Regions from separate parts of the Columba livia genome. Here region 2 is linked to region 1. A link is a contact called in public Hi-C data. All regions are on one chromosome and are shown on one strand. Each heading gives the region's core, a stretch centred on a gene start, on an enhancer-like site or on the middle of the called end of the contact. The rest is flanking DNA. Distances are from core to core; before and after follow the strand shown. Region 1 overlaps LOC110362372 (a long non-coding RNA gene). Region 2 overlaps DHX36 (DEAH-box helicase 36).

Region 1 (7,915 bases), core at 2,978-5,477:
ACATATGTTTCTGTGTTCATCTTTATATAGACTCTTCCTTTTATTGGGAACTTCTCCTGAGAGCGTCTGGTGTCTCCTCTCTGCTCCTTTTCTCCGTTCCCTTTTTGGTCCTTTATCTCTCACCAGCTGGGACAGGAGCAGGACGCTGCGCTGCCGGGGTCCCCAGCCGGGACCCTCCGCAGGTGCTGAGAGCAGCAGCTGTTTTGGGGCAGCAGGGCAGCCAGAACCAGCCCTTGGGTGGGAGGGAGAAGACAGCTGCAGGCTGGTGGGGGGTGGCTGCCAGCTGGGCTGAGGGAGCAGGGCTGCCCAGCCAGCTGTGCCTGCAGCTGTGGGTGGTGAGGGAGGAGACAGGAGGGGTGGGCCAAGCCTAAAGGGTAGTCCTTGCTCTGGTGATAAAGCGTGTCTGGATGCATGGCAGGGGAGCTGGAAGAGGGTAAACTCCCAACGGGTGTGCCAGAGAGCTCAAAACTGCCAGTAAATCTGGGATTGCTGGCAAACTCTTGCAGGGAGAGTGCTGGAGCAGCGCCTTAAACTGGGGCTGAATAAGGACAAGGGTATGGTGGGTTTATAAGTGGGTAAAACTTCTGATGGTTGGACTGAAGGAAAAAGTGTGTGTTGCCCTTAGTCTACAGTACAGATTCAAAGTACTCCCCGTTAGAAAACAGCAAGCCTAATTATATAAAGCTTTATCTGATGCTGACATCAATGGGATCTTTGCAAGAGTTTCAGTGGGCCTGAACCATTAAGTCTTCAGAGGAGGAACATGCAGGGGATTTTCAGGGACTCTTGCTGTTCTCCAGTGTTGTGTTTCCACCGCTCAGTGACTGGTGACTTCGATACTTTATATTTCTGCTAAAGAAAGTGTCTCCTTTGACTTCTCATTAGTTTAGTGCTGGAAGATGGACTGAGCAGAAAGTACTGCAAGAAAGACGAGGCAGGAAACTCCCATTTAATGGTTCTTGCATGTTTAACAAAGTGAACCCTCTGTAGGGGTTATTATGGTGTGAGCAGAGGGTGATTAGTGGTGACTCAGTGTAGGGGAAATAAAAAGTAGCTGTTTGCCACAAGTTCTTCATCATCCTCCAGCCAGAACAAATGGCAATTGCTGTAGTGCCGCTTTGTGGTGAAAACGAGAAACAGATACAAGAAAAATTCTCTTTACGCAGACACAGTCACTGAACAGAGGAGCTGAGGTTGTGAGCCGTGTTTCACAACCCGTCGCCCTCTGCGGCGAGCGGGGCCCCGTGTGCGAGCCGGGGCAGAACAGGCGCAGGCACCTTGGCCAAGGAGGGGACGTTCTCTGCTCTGGTGAACTTTCCGGCCTTCTGAGCCTGAGCACTTCCTTGGCTTCATCCTAATCTAAACCTGACTTTGATCCAAAGATCTTTTACACGGTTCCAGATATTTTTTAGGCTGTACCATGTTCTCAGTTGTAATTGGCTGAAGCTGTTAAAATCTCCAAGCAGGCCCTTGCATCTCGAGCAGGGCTCTGGGAGCCGAGCTGGCCCCGTGCAGCAGGTCCTGCTCCAGACCCGCGCTCTGGGGACGCGCTGTGGAAGATGTGACAGCGCTCGGCTGCGGCTCTTCTTGGTGGCACCGCTGGCAGGAGCAGTTACGGCACACAGGGAAAGCACGGCATTTGCTCTGGGTCCCAAACTAAGAAGCAAAAGCTTTTCAGGTTATTATATTCGTTTGAAACGGAAAAGATGGGCCAGGCTTTGTTCTCCATGCCCGTTGTACCACCTTCTCCTTTCCAGCTTTTACACCAGAAAGTATGTCTTCTGCATCTCCCAAGAGGATGAACTCCCCCATCCCCTGTGGGTGTCGATGCCGCCTGCTGCTGAGCCCACGCGTTCAGGTGCTGCAGCAGAGCGGGCCTTGCGGGGCCACCGAGACATTGCAGGCGGCTTCTAAAACAGTGAAGGAGGAATTCCCTGTTCTCACGGCATTCCTCTGCCTTCAGTGGTTTGATTGCCACTCAAGTCAAGTCTGTCTTTCAGAATAGATACCACATGTGTTGTTCTTTGTTTTATTACATTCTCTTCTTCCAAAGCATTCGCATGCTGTTTTGGGTAGATTCATGGCATTAGTGAGAGAAGTTCAGTGCATCGCCCTCTCCTCATGTCTCTTTCTTGCAGGGTTTCTCTTACCTGCTGATGCTTCTTCTGCCTTACAGCTCTTCAAAACCTGACTAACCCTTTGCCAGCATCCAAAGATCATCAGAGGAGCTGACAAAGGCATCATCACTTCCTTTGCTGTAATCTCCGCCTGGATATGACCTGACTGCCTTCAGCTAAAATTCTGCAAGAGTTGAGAAGGTGACAGATGCAAGAAATGCCACAGAGTTCAGAAGCTTTAGAGAAATAGTTAGTGCTGGAAATTGCAAATAGTATATTAGCATCGCTGAATGTGCTAATAGCTGGGCCGTGCCCTGTACTGTGCCCGGGGCAGCAGGTGGAGTTCAGCGTTTCTGTCCTGAGTGGGCAGAGGGCAGGAACCTGTGCCCCGAACCCGCTCCCTTGGCAGCACTGACCCCGCCGTGCCCGGGGGAGAAATGGGGGTGACAGAGCAAAACCAACTGGATTCAGCGCCCGGTTATTGTTCAAGGTGAGTGAGGAAGCCCACGTCACACTGGGTATTCTGTCTCACCTCTAGTTGTTGTGGAGCATGACTGTGGTACGGCAGGAGGATGGACAGGGAGGAGGCCTGGGTTTGACTGGCGTCTGAAACACAGGTGCACCTGCAGGCACAACTACACACTAAAGCTTCATAGAAAATGTTGTGCCGGGCTAGCAGAGGCACTCGCCTGCCTCAGCCCTCGCCTGCCTCAGCCCTCACCTGCCTCAGCCCTCACCTGCCTCAGCACTCGCCTGCCTCAGCCCTCACCTGCCTCAGCCCTCGCCTGCCTCAGCCCTCACCTGCCTCAGCCCTCACCTGCCTCAGCACTCACCTGCCTCAGCCCTCACCTGCCTCAGCCCTCACCTGCCTCAGCCCTCACCTGCCTCAGCCCTCACCTGCCTCAGCACTCACTGTGCCCAACGCTGAAATAGAACCTAAAATCCCACGCCCGAAACCAGCAGGGAAATGAATGAAACCTTCTGGAGGTGCTCACACGCAGCCCAGTCCACACATGGGCTGTACGGGAGCGCTGGCGGCTCCACAGCTGCTGCAATCACAAGATGAAATCAATCCGGAGCTACAGCTGCAGAAATTCCAGAAATTCCTGCTCGGCTTGCCTGCAATGCAAAGCAGGGTGTGAGCACAGGAGAACCAGCTGAATGCTCATCTCTCTGCTTCCTCCCAAAACCAGTGCTTGCTTTTCCTTAAAGAAAATCTGGTTTACCCTAAATTCATCAGAAAAGAGCAGATAATTGGGTGATACAAACAGTTGTAGCTCCATGGTCGCCAACAAACATTGATTTCTAGGGTAATTTCAGTGCGAAGAACTGCTGCTTGGTGATGGGCAGTGGGGTGGGTGGATAGTCAAGAGTAAGCAGTAAGATACATCATTACCTAGTGATTAAAATGCAGTATTAGTCATTGAATCCAGTCTGCTGGCTCTCATGCTTAATGACTTTCTGAATGTGTGTTCCCTGCCTGCAATTACAACTTCCCTGTTTTTCAAAGGTACCGTTGTTTGCGCCTTTCCAGAACTCTGGCAAAATGTACTTGGCAGTAAATGGTCACGGACTTGTCATGGCTCTTTTGGAGTTCCAGATGTTTTGCTTATTTTCAGGTCACACACACACACACTGTAGTTTAACCACGGAAAAACGGGCGTTTTTTTAACCTGTCATCTTTTAATCACTATCGGTTGGTGGATGACTGGAGAATTTATGAGACACAGCTGCAGCCCTCGGCTCCAGCGACGAGATTATATATAGTGCGGTGCAAAACCGACAGCCCGGCTGCGAACGCCGTGCAGTTGTTGCAGACATGTGCGTTTTTCTGAGGAGCCTATAACACAAACCCCTCTTGGATTTCTGGCACATCACTGGGCCTGTAAGTATTTCTGAGGTTAAAAATAAGATGAACAGCTCTGTCTAGTGGCAATTTCAATAACTGCATCAGAAGGTCCTTATTTCTAACAGAATTCAGCCCATGTGTGTTGAATCAAGTGAGTTTAAAAATAGCCGCTTGGTTTGCTCTTCACCACGGCAAACGTGCCGGTGCTGCTGGCGAGGCCCTGGGGAGACGTGGGGCCACATTCTGCCACCGGCTTTCTGCTCCTTCTTTTAGATGTGCTGCCTTTGTTTCATTTTGACCAAAGCAGTGAGCCCTGAGCCACGTCCGTCTGTCCGTCCTGCCAGCTGGTTGTGAGGCCTGGGTGTTCAAACCCGTCTCACGCTCACACGCTCCCCGTGTGGCCCAGATGGCGGCTTGGTTTGGGTTTTGTGCAAGTCCCGTGATACCTCTGCGTATTTCTCAACAAAACCGCTCAGATGGGTGAGTTGTTGTGGACCCTGCCAGAAACCGGGGGCGGAGGATCCCCCGCCCCACCCGTTAAGCTTTGGAGGGTCCCGTTTCAGCCCAGTGCTGGAGCAAAATACCCAGTTCCAAACTGGACGTGAATATTACCCACTCTGCAGAGAGATATGAGCTGAGACATGTGCAGAGGTTGCAGCCAACAGGTACATTCTCTCTGTGCTGTTTGTTTTATACAGTGAGTAATGCCCATATCTAATGATACTGTGTGTTGTTCATGATAGCCCTTTGAATAGCTTGCTAGCTTTCATTTAACCGCATGATTTTGGTACCATAAAATGCATTAGATGAGATACAAAATGGGAACAAACCCAGACAAATGAGCTGGTGGCTCTTCAGGTGACAGTTTTGATTTCTTTGCCTCCAAGGATGTGTCTGTGAGTTCATCCCAGGCTAATGAGACGCATCCGTAGATGTGCTGCGTGCCGTCTGTGCTAACCCCCGTTCTGTGTAAGAACATGGGAGTGCGCGCTGCTCCAGCCCAACCTTTGCAGAGACGTTGAGCTGCCAGAGAACTGAGATGTTGCCTGTGGCAACTTCAGATGGCGAGAAGAGCAGCAGTTCTTTATTCTGCAGCGTGCTCACAGGGCGTTCTCAGGCTTTCTGTGGCGTGCAGACACCTTTCCTACAGCGCTGGCTGAGATTGTGCCTGTGAACCAATTTTCACGGATTTAGACTGTGTCTCATTTTCCACATTGGTGTGTTGTAATAAAAGACTTGGAGAGCCTGCAAGCTTTAGGTAAAGATATTTTCATTAATAGATTCTTACACACGAGTTAGGAAAACAGTGATCTTGTATAATAAGATGAGTCTTTGAACAAACTGTCTCTGTTCCAGCGTAACTAGTTCAGTGTGATAGGTGATATTTTTTTCCTCTGGTGATCCATTCCTCCACATGGATGATACTGTACTGGTATAAATGGCCATAGGCAAACAGAATTTACTCCTCAGTTGAAAGTGATTCTACTGATACAAGCACTTTCACACCGCTAGGTTGCAGAAATTTTCCCTGAGCTTTATAGTACATGAAATATTCCAACACAGTCGAAGCAGAGAAACCTTTGGTGTGCGCAGAGCCGAGAACTGCACCTGAGAGGCAGCTGTGTGCGGGCTTTGCGGAGGTGTTACGGTGTCTGGCGTTCTGCTGGTCACTGGACTAATTCCAGATAATTTAATCCGTGAGTGCCGGGGCCAGCCCGCTCCTTCATCAGCGTGCAGCTCGGGTTTGTGCGGGCTGGCACAAAGGCAGGTGGCTGCTGTTCCACCTGCTGGAAGATGAAAGGGGACAGTAGACACCTGGTTTGCTGATCACCTGGATAGCCCAAGTTGTTGGATGCAAACAGTGTTGGCTCCGTGCCCTGAGGTTCAGTTACGGGTGTGCGCTGGGCCCGGCCGTCAGTTCAACCCGTCTGTGCTGCAGCAGAGGTGACGGGGCTGCGGGTTCCGCGGTGCAGGAGCCACCTCTGAGCATTGCACAGATACTGTTTGTACTGGGATCGGGTTCTGTGGTGCAGGAGCCACCTCTGAGCATCGTGCAGATACTGTTTGTACTGGGATCGGGTTCTGTGGTGCAGGAGCCACCTCTGAGCATTGCACAGATACTGTTTGTGCTGGGATCGGGTTCTGTGGTGCAGGAACCACCTCTGAGCATCGTGCAGATACTGTTTGGACTGGGATCGGGTTCTACAGTGCAGGAGCCACCTCTGAGCATTGCACAGATACTGTTTGTACTGGGATTGGATTCTACAGTGCAGGAACCACCTCTGAGGATTGCACAGATACTGTTTGTACTGGGATCGGGTTCTGTGGTGCAGGAGCCACCTCTGAGCATTGTGCAGATGCTCTTTTCACGTGGGCCGTGGCACTTCCCAGGTGCTCAGGTGTTATCTCTGCTCTGTGAAGCTGGGGCAGCCTGACACCCAGCTCCTCCATCCTGCTTTTCCTGCTCCGTCCTATGGAGTTGTGTGCTCATCAAAGGAGAGCTTCTGAAAGCCAGAACCAGTCCCCCCGCCCTCCCCCACACCCACCCCTCCTGTCTGCTTTAATTGCTTCCTAGAGACCGATCCAAAGCAGACCTGTGTGAAGCTGCTGATGGTACAGAGGTACCTTCTTATCAAAGGGGAAAACGGGTGGGGAAGGGGCGGTTAGTGAAGCTGTTGGAATTATAATGGAGCTGTAGATTCCTGATACGTGCATATGTGCATATGCATCTGTGTGTAGTGCTGCCTACATCTGAGACTGCAGCTGCCTGTGCTAATTGTGGTGAATCAAAATAAGTAAGCACAAATAATAAAGCGATTTCATACAGCATCGCAGGGTGAAGGTTGAGCATGCTATTATATCCTTGTCTAATGACTTCAGTTTACAGGAGGACCAAAGGTCAGAGCCCAAAAGGTGGCGGATGAGCTCACAAGTTGCTCAGGGTTTGCGCTGAGCTCTGCCCGGGAGCGGCCAGACACGCTGTGCTGCAGGAGCCTGCACTAAAGACCAGAGGCGCTGCAGAGACTGCGAGACAAGTGCCACAATCCTTCTGTCTTTAAAACTCTCTTGAAACAAGGACTCTGCTTTCCCAGGCAGGCAAGGCTTTAGTTCTTAACCATGGGGAGCAGGTAAGACAGAAATAAAGCCCTGACTGGCTGAAAGAGTCATATGCAGCAGAACTTTAATGCGAAGTCTAAACTTGCATGTTTGTCTGAAACCTCCAGGAAAACGAACAGAATTGTATAAAAAGGAATGCATTCTTGTTAAGTGCGTCTGCTCCCTTGCAACGCCTCCACTCAGCCACACCGCCTGCCGCCCTGCCTGCCTCTCTGCACCAGCTGAGCCCAGAGATAAGGCGAGATCATAGAAACCTGCAGTTGCAAATTGCCCTGCCCAGAAGGAACCCGGACTTTGATTCAGTGGCGTTCTCTGGACCACGACTTGATCCCAGGTCTCTGCAAGTCCTGGGTCGTGTCTCCTTGTTCTCATTCTCCCCACGTGCCGGGTTTTCTTTCTCGTATCTCCTTTCCAAAGTCCCGACTCACTTCTCCGTGTGTGCTGGTCGGCAGCTCCGGCGCCGCCTGCCCGCCCGGGCGCTGCGCTCCCGCTCGGCTGCTGCTCGCGCTGCGTCTCTTGACCGCCTGCCAGCTCTCCGGCTCCCGGCGCCGGCATTTCCAGGATCTGCTCTCCTGAGGCTTCTTGCCTGTTCCATTTCTTCTCCTTTTTTAATATTTCTGAGCACTTCTCTTTGGTCCTGTGTTGAGCTCTCTCTAGGCACAAGGAAAATCAGAATTGTTTTTGCAGTCTGACTTGGAGCACATTGGGTTCAGAAGAGTAGCACAGAGGTTTGTTCAAATAGGCTCCTGGAGGCCTTATTCAAATTGCAAGGGTCTCTCAGCTGCCCCTTCAAAGAGCAAGGTCTGCAAATAACCCAAAATGCAAAGTTTCA
Region 2 (7,915 bases), core at 2,273-4,772, 60 kb after region 1:
TATATACTGTAATATGTTGATTTGTGAATGAATTGGATGTTTATAAAGATATATCTCTGTAACAATTTAAAATATATTAGGATAGCAATAATTTTGTACAAAAGTACTTACCTTGGTGGTCTTGACAGTGGTTATACAGCCTTATAAATTAATTTATAAGTGGACTGATAAAATAGTAATGAGAGAAACTGTAAATTGAACAAAAAACTTATTTAACATAGTGAAAATACTGCTAATAAATTTTTAACAAATTTTATTGTACACAGGCAGATGTTTAACACATAACGGAATGTATAAATCCAGAGATTAATGTTATTCAGATTTTTTTAATGCATTGTATATATTTTTCATACCTAGTTTTTCCAAAAATGCTGTAATTTTTTTAAAGGCATTTTCCAGTTTTCCTGTTGTCAGACACGGTTCTTCAGGGATGAAAGACTTCTATGATTTTATAGGACAACAATCAATAAAATACTTTTAAATCTTTACTAAAAAAAGCTTCAGTTTTTCTTTAACAAATACTGTTAAACTGCAAGTAGTTTGGGTCATTCTTGTCAGAGGAATCACACCTGTTCTGTAAAGACAAACAGCCCCGTCCCGTGTCCACCTCGTCTGTCACAGACAGAGGTTACAGCGAAGCCCAGGAAGCTGGAGCAATGGCACTGAATCCAGGCCGAGGAGAGCAGCTCGTGTCTCACTCCCAACCAGCCAAGAACAAAAGGTTCTTCAAGGATCTGCGCTTTGGAGTGGAGCTGCATGAACAGCTTCCCAAACCCGAGGGGTTTGCACAGTGTGGTTCGGGTTTGGTTTGGTTTTGTAGCAACTCCACCATCTTTTCATTACCAAAAATGTTTCAACTGAGTTGCTCCAAGACAAACAATTCTGCAGCGGGAATCATCTGCAAAACCCCTTCCTTGCTTTCACGGACCAGCACACCCCCGCTGTCTCTGCCACCCGAGGACAACGAGGTGACACTAGTACCTCCTTTCCAATCAAACAGCCCAGCAGTGACAGAACAGAGCTGGGAGTTCGTCACTGGTAAATTAACTCTCATTTTTGCAGGGCTTGGAATGTGTACCCCTTCCTTACATAACTTCCCTCATCAGGTTTTGACAAGCTGACCAAAACTAAAAGGCCCTCAGTTCCCTGAACCAGAATTTCATTTTACATGCTGCAATTAAATATAGATTATTTAAGGTGTGCAGAAGCCGTGCAAAGTCCAACATGTATGTCTGGCAGCTAAACTGTGCAGATGAGAACCAGGAGCCCACCAAGAACCCTCCAGGAACCTGGTGCCCCCGGCCCGACCTGTCTCAGCATCGCCAAATGCTCACCCGACACCACTAAAGAACAGTTGTTAACACCGTACTTCTTTCTATCATCCCTGCAACATAACATACAGTACGTTTGTCTGCTGCACTCCTTTAAAAGTAATGCGCTAATGCAGTGTTGTTCTTGACTTTCACATCAAAGAATACATTTGTTCTCCATTATGCAAAGCTAATCGGCTGCAAACAAACTAGCAGAAGTAGGATCACTTTAAACAACCTACACGCCATGAGCCGCAGTCTTTGTGCAGCACCCTACTTACATGCACATACCTTAGCCGTATCTATAGAATATATTCACATGACCTTTCTCTTCTTGCGTATCCTGTTTCTACAGTAACACACTTAGTCAAAACAAGCAGAGGGAACACAAGTGCTAGAAACAAGCCCAGAGTGAACTCTGATGCCAAGATTGAGGAAGTCTTGTTTCCTCAAACGACAGAGACAGTTCTCAGTGGTGCTCTGAGCTCTGCAAAAGATCTTCAACAGCTCTATCATAACAACCACATCACTTGGGCAAACTGGAAATAACACGATGGTCAGGAAGAATTAATTACCACCAATGATTTCTGTTCTATTCCATAACCTGGAGCTCCAGAAGATGCTAGAAAATAACACATGGGCAGAAACAGCCTTTGTTAAGTGCACTATGAACTGTGGAGAGAAACATGCGTGATCTCTGGCCACCGCATCCAACGGGAAGTTTAAAGAGCTCACAGCAGCATTACCACATAGACTGTGTGATAACCCGCTGCTGTGGTTTAAGCTGCTCACGCCGCAGGAAGGGGAAGAGAATTGGAAGGGTAGAAGTGAGAAAACTTGGGGTTCAGATAAAGACAGTTTAACAGGTAAAGAAAAAGCCATGCGCACAAGCAAAGCAAAATGGGGGATTTACGTTGAGCCGTCTCCAGGAAAACGGGCTCCATCACACACATGGATGACCTGGGAAGACACCCGCAACTCCAAATGTCCCCCCTTGTCCTGCAGCTCTGGCTGCCGAGCAGCACGGCCCACAGCTGCTGGGGACAACCCCTTTGGGCAGCCGGGGTCACCCTCACAACGCCCCAAACGGCCCCGTTATCAACTCTTCACACCACAACGCGGCACAGGACTGCGCAGTAACTCCCCAGCCAAACCAGGACACCGAAAGTGGGAATCGGCTCATTTTCCAACTCAGGAACATGGAGGTTTTTGATACATTTATGCTTAAAAGGATTTGTTGAGCACAGCTGGGGAAAGTGTAACTAGTACCATTTTTTTTCACAACAGTCACATTATAATTAAGGCTGAGACCATACCAGCCCGTGACCTTTTGTTCTGGTGGAGGCCTCAATACCACAGCCCGATCCTCCACAATTTGGAGGGATGGCTATTTGAAAGAACTGCCATCCATATTTAATTTGTTCAACCTCTGCTGCTACTGTTACCATTTCTTTCCACCCTCAATGCTCTGAAGTAGAAATCTAGCCATAACTTAAGTACTGCAAGAAACCAAGAACAAAGACTACGACTAGTATCGCTTGCTAGTTTCTACGTTCTTCGTGACTTTAATCCAACCCTGTAGTCTCCCTGGCTTCTAATCCAACCATCCTGCCCCGAGAACCCGGGGTTTTGTGGCGCGGAGCAGCCGCCCCGCCATGTCCGCCCGTCCCCACAACCGCGGCTGCGGGCGCCATCTTGTGTCCTCCCGCCCCGCTGCACCTGCCCCAGCGCGCCGCCCTTTGTTCCCAACAGCGCCACAACAAGCGACATCATCGCCATTTCCTCGCAAACCGCCGCTAATTCAGTTTATTTCCCCCCGCGCTTTGATTCCGGGCTCACCTGCAGCTCCCGCCGGTCGCTCACCGCCGGTCGTGCGGCCCTGAGGTGGATGGAACGGCCGCCTCCGCGCGTACCCGATCCCGGGGGCCCGGGGGGACCGGCGGCCCCCGGGGGTCCCGCAGCCCCGGTGGGGTCTCACAGCCCCGGTGGGGTCTCACAGCCCCGCTCCTTCCCGCACAACCGGGCCGGGTCGGGGCGGGGGGGCCGGGCCGGGGCTCCGGCCGAGAGCGGTGGCGCCCAAGCCCGCTCCCGCGGCCGCGCACGAGGCTTCTGTTGCCTCCCCTCCTCAACGCAGCGCACCTGGGGCACAGCAGGTACTGACCCGAGGGGAGGCAGGCTGAGCTACATGAACCTTTCGCAGCTGTGCTGTGCAAATAATGAGCTTGGCGTCCTTGTTAACCCATGGAAAGCACAGAGTAGTCACTAACACTTATTTCTGCACAAAATAACTCCAACTGAGCAGTTCACAGTATTTCTCAAGCTAGTCACCTTACCTGAAATCCTAAACAATGTTCTCAGAGAGCTGGAAGCATTCAAAGCGTTAACAATTAGAACAGATGAAATAACACTGTAAATAAAAGACCTTTAATGTAATCCTATAACCCATACACGGACTGCTCTAAAAAGCCTCAGAAAGCAATGCAAGCTGGCAGTGCGCTCCACGACGACTGCTGACTGACCGCGGCTCCTGTAGCCTCAGATTTTTGTCAGTGGTGATGATGGATGGGCGCAGAAAATGAACAAAAACTAACTGAAGGGGATGAAAGGCAGAAGAGGAGGATATTTCTGAAGATTGTTTCCTCCCACAGTACAAATTGGAAAAGTGTTTTCAAGTTTAGTTTAATTAAGCTGTAATTGCTTTCTGTGGCACAGCTGGAATAACACACAGTATAACTATTCACCACCCCCTATTAAAAAAACTTCTTTTGAGATGTTTCTACCAATAGCAAGAGCAGTTCAGGTGTTATTAAGCAGTATTTTAGCAGGTTTCTTTGATATCTGTTACCTGGTGGGTAAAAAACCAAACAAACTACAGCAGACAAGAACCGTACATCAACTGACATTGCTAGCATTGCATCTTCCCTCGGAAAGCTACACTGAACACAGAATACCATGCATATACAGATATTACCGACTGTTTCAAAATAACTGGTCTTCAGTCTGAGGGCATTAGCAGCTTACCCTAGAAAAGTTTTTCCTTTAGCTAAATAAATGTTATAGAAAAAAAAAAACAAAACAAGAAACAAAACAAAAGAGGTGAAGGGGTTGGTTTTATGGATCCAGAAGGAACTGTGTCAACTATAGCGTTCGCTCTGGAACCGCGGAGCATAGTTCCTGGCACTTTCGTTCTCCTGTGTTGTGATTAAGTCTATAATAGCTGTCAGCACCGCCGTATCCCTGGATTTAACGTCATTCCAGTCCACGGGATGTGGGTTTTCTATTTTTTCCTGTAGAAGATCATCAAGCTCTTTTCTTAAATTCTGTAAAGAGTTTGTTGGAATGAAGAAAAAAGAAGATAAAAAAAAACAGAAAAGAGAAACGAGAAAAGAAAAAAGAGGCCATTAGAGCAACACACAGCATTACCACAGCACGTTCAAACCCCTTTACACCTGCTCTTCTGTCGACTCATTGCAGCGTTGCTGTCTTTGGGATCAAAAGCTGCTTCTCAAAAATGATCAGTTTTACCTGTTATGGCAGACGACAATCTCTTTAACAGGCTACGTGTCCCTTAGCTGGCTATTTCAGGATTAAGAATGTTTGACTTAAAGGAAGAAGCAGGTACGATTTCTAGGATGCAGTATCACACAAAGCTCCGGTCAGCTCCTCTCCCCTGGGACTCATCACCGCTGGCTGACAAGCCCCAGCCTCACGTTTCCACACCCCCGTGGACATCCCGTGGGCCGATCACAGAATCACAGATCAAGTAAACCTACAGCTTTTGCTATGGATGACTAGAGATTAAGCTCTTCAAATCTCTCACTGTAAAACACGTTTATAAATCCTTTAAATCCACCGTGCGACTCTTCCCTGAAGCTTCTAGAGTTTTTCAATATTCCCATGAATTTTTCAGCAGAGGCTGCGCCGACTGAAGAACATCACAGCCGCACTTCTGATGCCTCAACAGGGACACGCCCTCATTAAATCAATTACATCAGATAAATACATAAACCTGACTGCTCCTATGGGCAAACTATGGGAGTACACTGCTGTCTGCTCCTGCCCAGTTCACCACGGGATACAGACTGTTCAGAATGTTATTTTTACTACTGTGTGTTAACTTGTGTTCATCTCCACACCTTAAGCAGGTCTCTCGTTTACTTTGTGTACTTAAACTGCTTATTGGGAATACATTTAAAACATTATTATCTCCCTACAGTGAAAACTCTGTAGGTAGACAGTAATTTCAATATGCAGATACCTCTAAGAAGAATCAGTGTTACGCTAAGCCTTTCATACACTTGATTACCACACACAGTCACCTTAACTAAGTTGGCTATTCTTGCTGGAGACTGGAAAACAATCCACTCATCCACAGCGATGGTGTCCTGATCTTTGTCCTTCTGAATGGATATATCTCCTCCAAAGAACAAGAGACAGTATGGAGACACCTCCGTACAGTCATACAAGTAGATCTGCAAGACAACAAAATTGCCCAGTCACCCTTCAAAACATCTGAAATGGCTTCAGTAACCCTTAATGAAACTGCTAAGTTTCAGAATGTCATTATTCAGAGTCATTCACAAATTTGCAAGACATATCTGAAGCAACTCCTAAGTTACATGAAATCAGATTAAACAGGAGCAAAAACGGCTCCGGGTTCCATCACACAAGTGGTGAAATGAAACCAACTATTCTGTAACAGAGGGAAAAAAAGTTTCAGCATATTCAAAAGTACAACACTGGATTCAAAAACATAATAATAATGAAAAAATGACACCTGTCATTGCCAGAACCTTTCAAACAAACATAAAACCCCACCCAACCAAAAAACCCGTAAGTTAGTATAAATTATTTATGGAACAATACCACCAGTATGACAAAGAACAAAATCTGATGGCATGTAAAAGAAAGGACCCGAGACAGGAAGGCTGCAGACAAAGGCACTGCTCACGTCCCCTTCGAGCCCGGACCCAACCTGCTCCAAGAGCTACGGCAATGAATTACACAAACACAACGTCCACGTACGCTGCTGGTTCTCATCTTCAAGTGGTACACAAGCCAGTTATAATGGAACTCTGTTTCTTCCACATTAACGGATTTAGGATGAATATTAACTGTTCCATCTGTCTTGGTGCAAACTTTCACCCTTAAGAGAAAAAAAAGTTTTTATTTTAGGATTAAGATCTTGGAAGTTTAGCACAATCATGCTCCAAATTCAAAACCACTCCAATTACCCACTCGTGTTCTAAACTCTGAAGGCACACGGATATTCAAAGAGACTTTAACTCCTTTCCCAAAAGACTGAATCTACAGGATGAATTTTTAGACATCTCTCTCTGCATTGAAGAAGTTTGAATTCTTTGCCAAATTTCCCTCTTAATAAACCCTGTCGTTCTCTCAAGTAGAACAAATGAGTGGCGTTCTTCTTCCAAATGAGTGACTCTGAGTTAATGAATCTGGTGCCACACACCAAGTTTCAAGCAATTTCTTGCAAACACCACATAAGGAACCTGCACATCTGAATTCTTTGCTGAGCCTGGAGCAGTGTCAGTGTGGAACAAGGGAGCAGTTCCACCTGTCACCAGTCTGGGCGGGGGTCTCTCTGTTGTACCATGGGACAACAATCAACCGCTTTGGTTATATTAATACTTCCTACCCGAAATCACATTTCCCTTCTAACATTATAGTGTTGTCAGACAAGAAAAAGCAGAAACCACGTACAAATGCATGAAGCACAACTGTCCTCCTTCCCACATTTCAGAGACGCGACCCTTTGGGTGCAGATCACTGAGTCTCTGCTCCCTGTGCGCACAAGTGTTCTGCCAACGTGGAGTCCAGCGTTCTGAGAGACACAGGGTGGGGAGAGCCCCTCCACCAAAGTGCTCAGTGCAACAAACCTCTCGTGCAGTGGATCACAAAACGGAGCCTTCCCGGGCAGCTTCACCTCAAACTACCCAATGTGAAACACACCTCAAACACAAACCAACGTTATACCAAATCCTTACATTTTTCTCTTTTTGCTAAAGCTTGGACGGATCTTTGCAACTTTTGGATATAAACCAGCGCAGATGACCGCTTTGAGCAACTTCTCGTTATCTGTAGAAGACAGCGAAGTAAATAACACAGTTCTTTAAACTCAGATTTCAGCTATCAGAGATTTTCCATTTCCTCCCACCGCTTGCCTGAGTTGGTATTAGATTTGGGATCCTTGGGGTCTCTGCTGTTCACAAATCCAGCCGCAAGGAGATGCTCAGCAAACTGCCCTTTCATGTTATGCAGCATCTAGGAAACAACAGAAGTTGTCCCAGAATGATGCTGTGCCAAAAGCTTCCCCCTCCTCCCCACAGACACGATCCTCTTAACCTGTCAGATCTTACCTGGAGGGTATTTGAAGACAGGAAATACTCCCAGCAATAGTCTTTCTCAGTTCGGAAACCACGACGCCGAGTCTCTTCCCAGCCCTAAAAATAAAAACCGTAAAGACATTTTTAAATGAACACCTACTAAAAAATTAAGGACAACAAAAACTGGAGGCCAACAAACAATATAGTTCATTTTTTTTCTATAAGTGAGAAAGCAAATCCTTCGACCTCTTTGTATTATGC

Evidence for each region. Hi-C and Micro-C count contacts between places; a contact is called where the count stands out from the background.
Region 2: a Hi-C map of liver shows a contact between it and region 1, with 3 times the contacts expected there. The contact joins two enhancer-like sites. A contact is called at or near these places in 2 of 2 Hi-C or Micro-C datasets (crop and liver).

What each region holds. Positions count from the first base shown.
Region 1 is chr9:875,119-883,033 of bColLiv1.pat.W.v2, forward strand. LOC110362372 (a long non-coding RNA gene) reads left to right here. Exons shown (of 4, transcript XR_002419699.2): 4 at 2,177-3,545. Among named protein-coding and RNA genes, the nearest start is that of ARHGEF26, 17 kb to the right of the region's middle. Within about 2 kb of position 4,228, at least 2 of the 3 cell types and tissues checked have an H3K27ac peak away from gene starts, as active enhancers do.
Region 2 is chr9:935,984-943,898 of bColLiv1.pat.W.v2, forward strand. It overlaps DHX36 (DEAH-box helicase 36), which reads right to left. Exons shown (of 25, transcript XM_065073373.1): 20 at 7,688-7,771; 21 at 7,493-7,592; 22 at 7,316-7,406; 23 at 6,336-6,456; 24 at 5,630-5,782; 25 at 3,713-4,630. The coding sequence ends at 4,445. It overlaps ARHGEF26 (Rho guanine nucleotide exchange factor 26), which reads left to right. Exons shown (of 14, transcript XM_065073375.1): 14 at 1-497. Among named protein-coding and RNA genes, the nearest start is that of DHX36, 20 kb to the right of the region's middle. Within about 2 kb of position 3,523, at least 3 of the 3 cell types and tissues checked have an H3K27ac peak away from gene starts, as active enhancers do.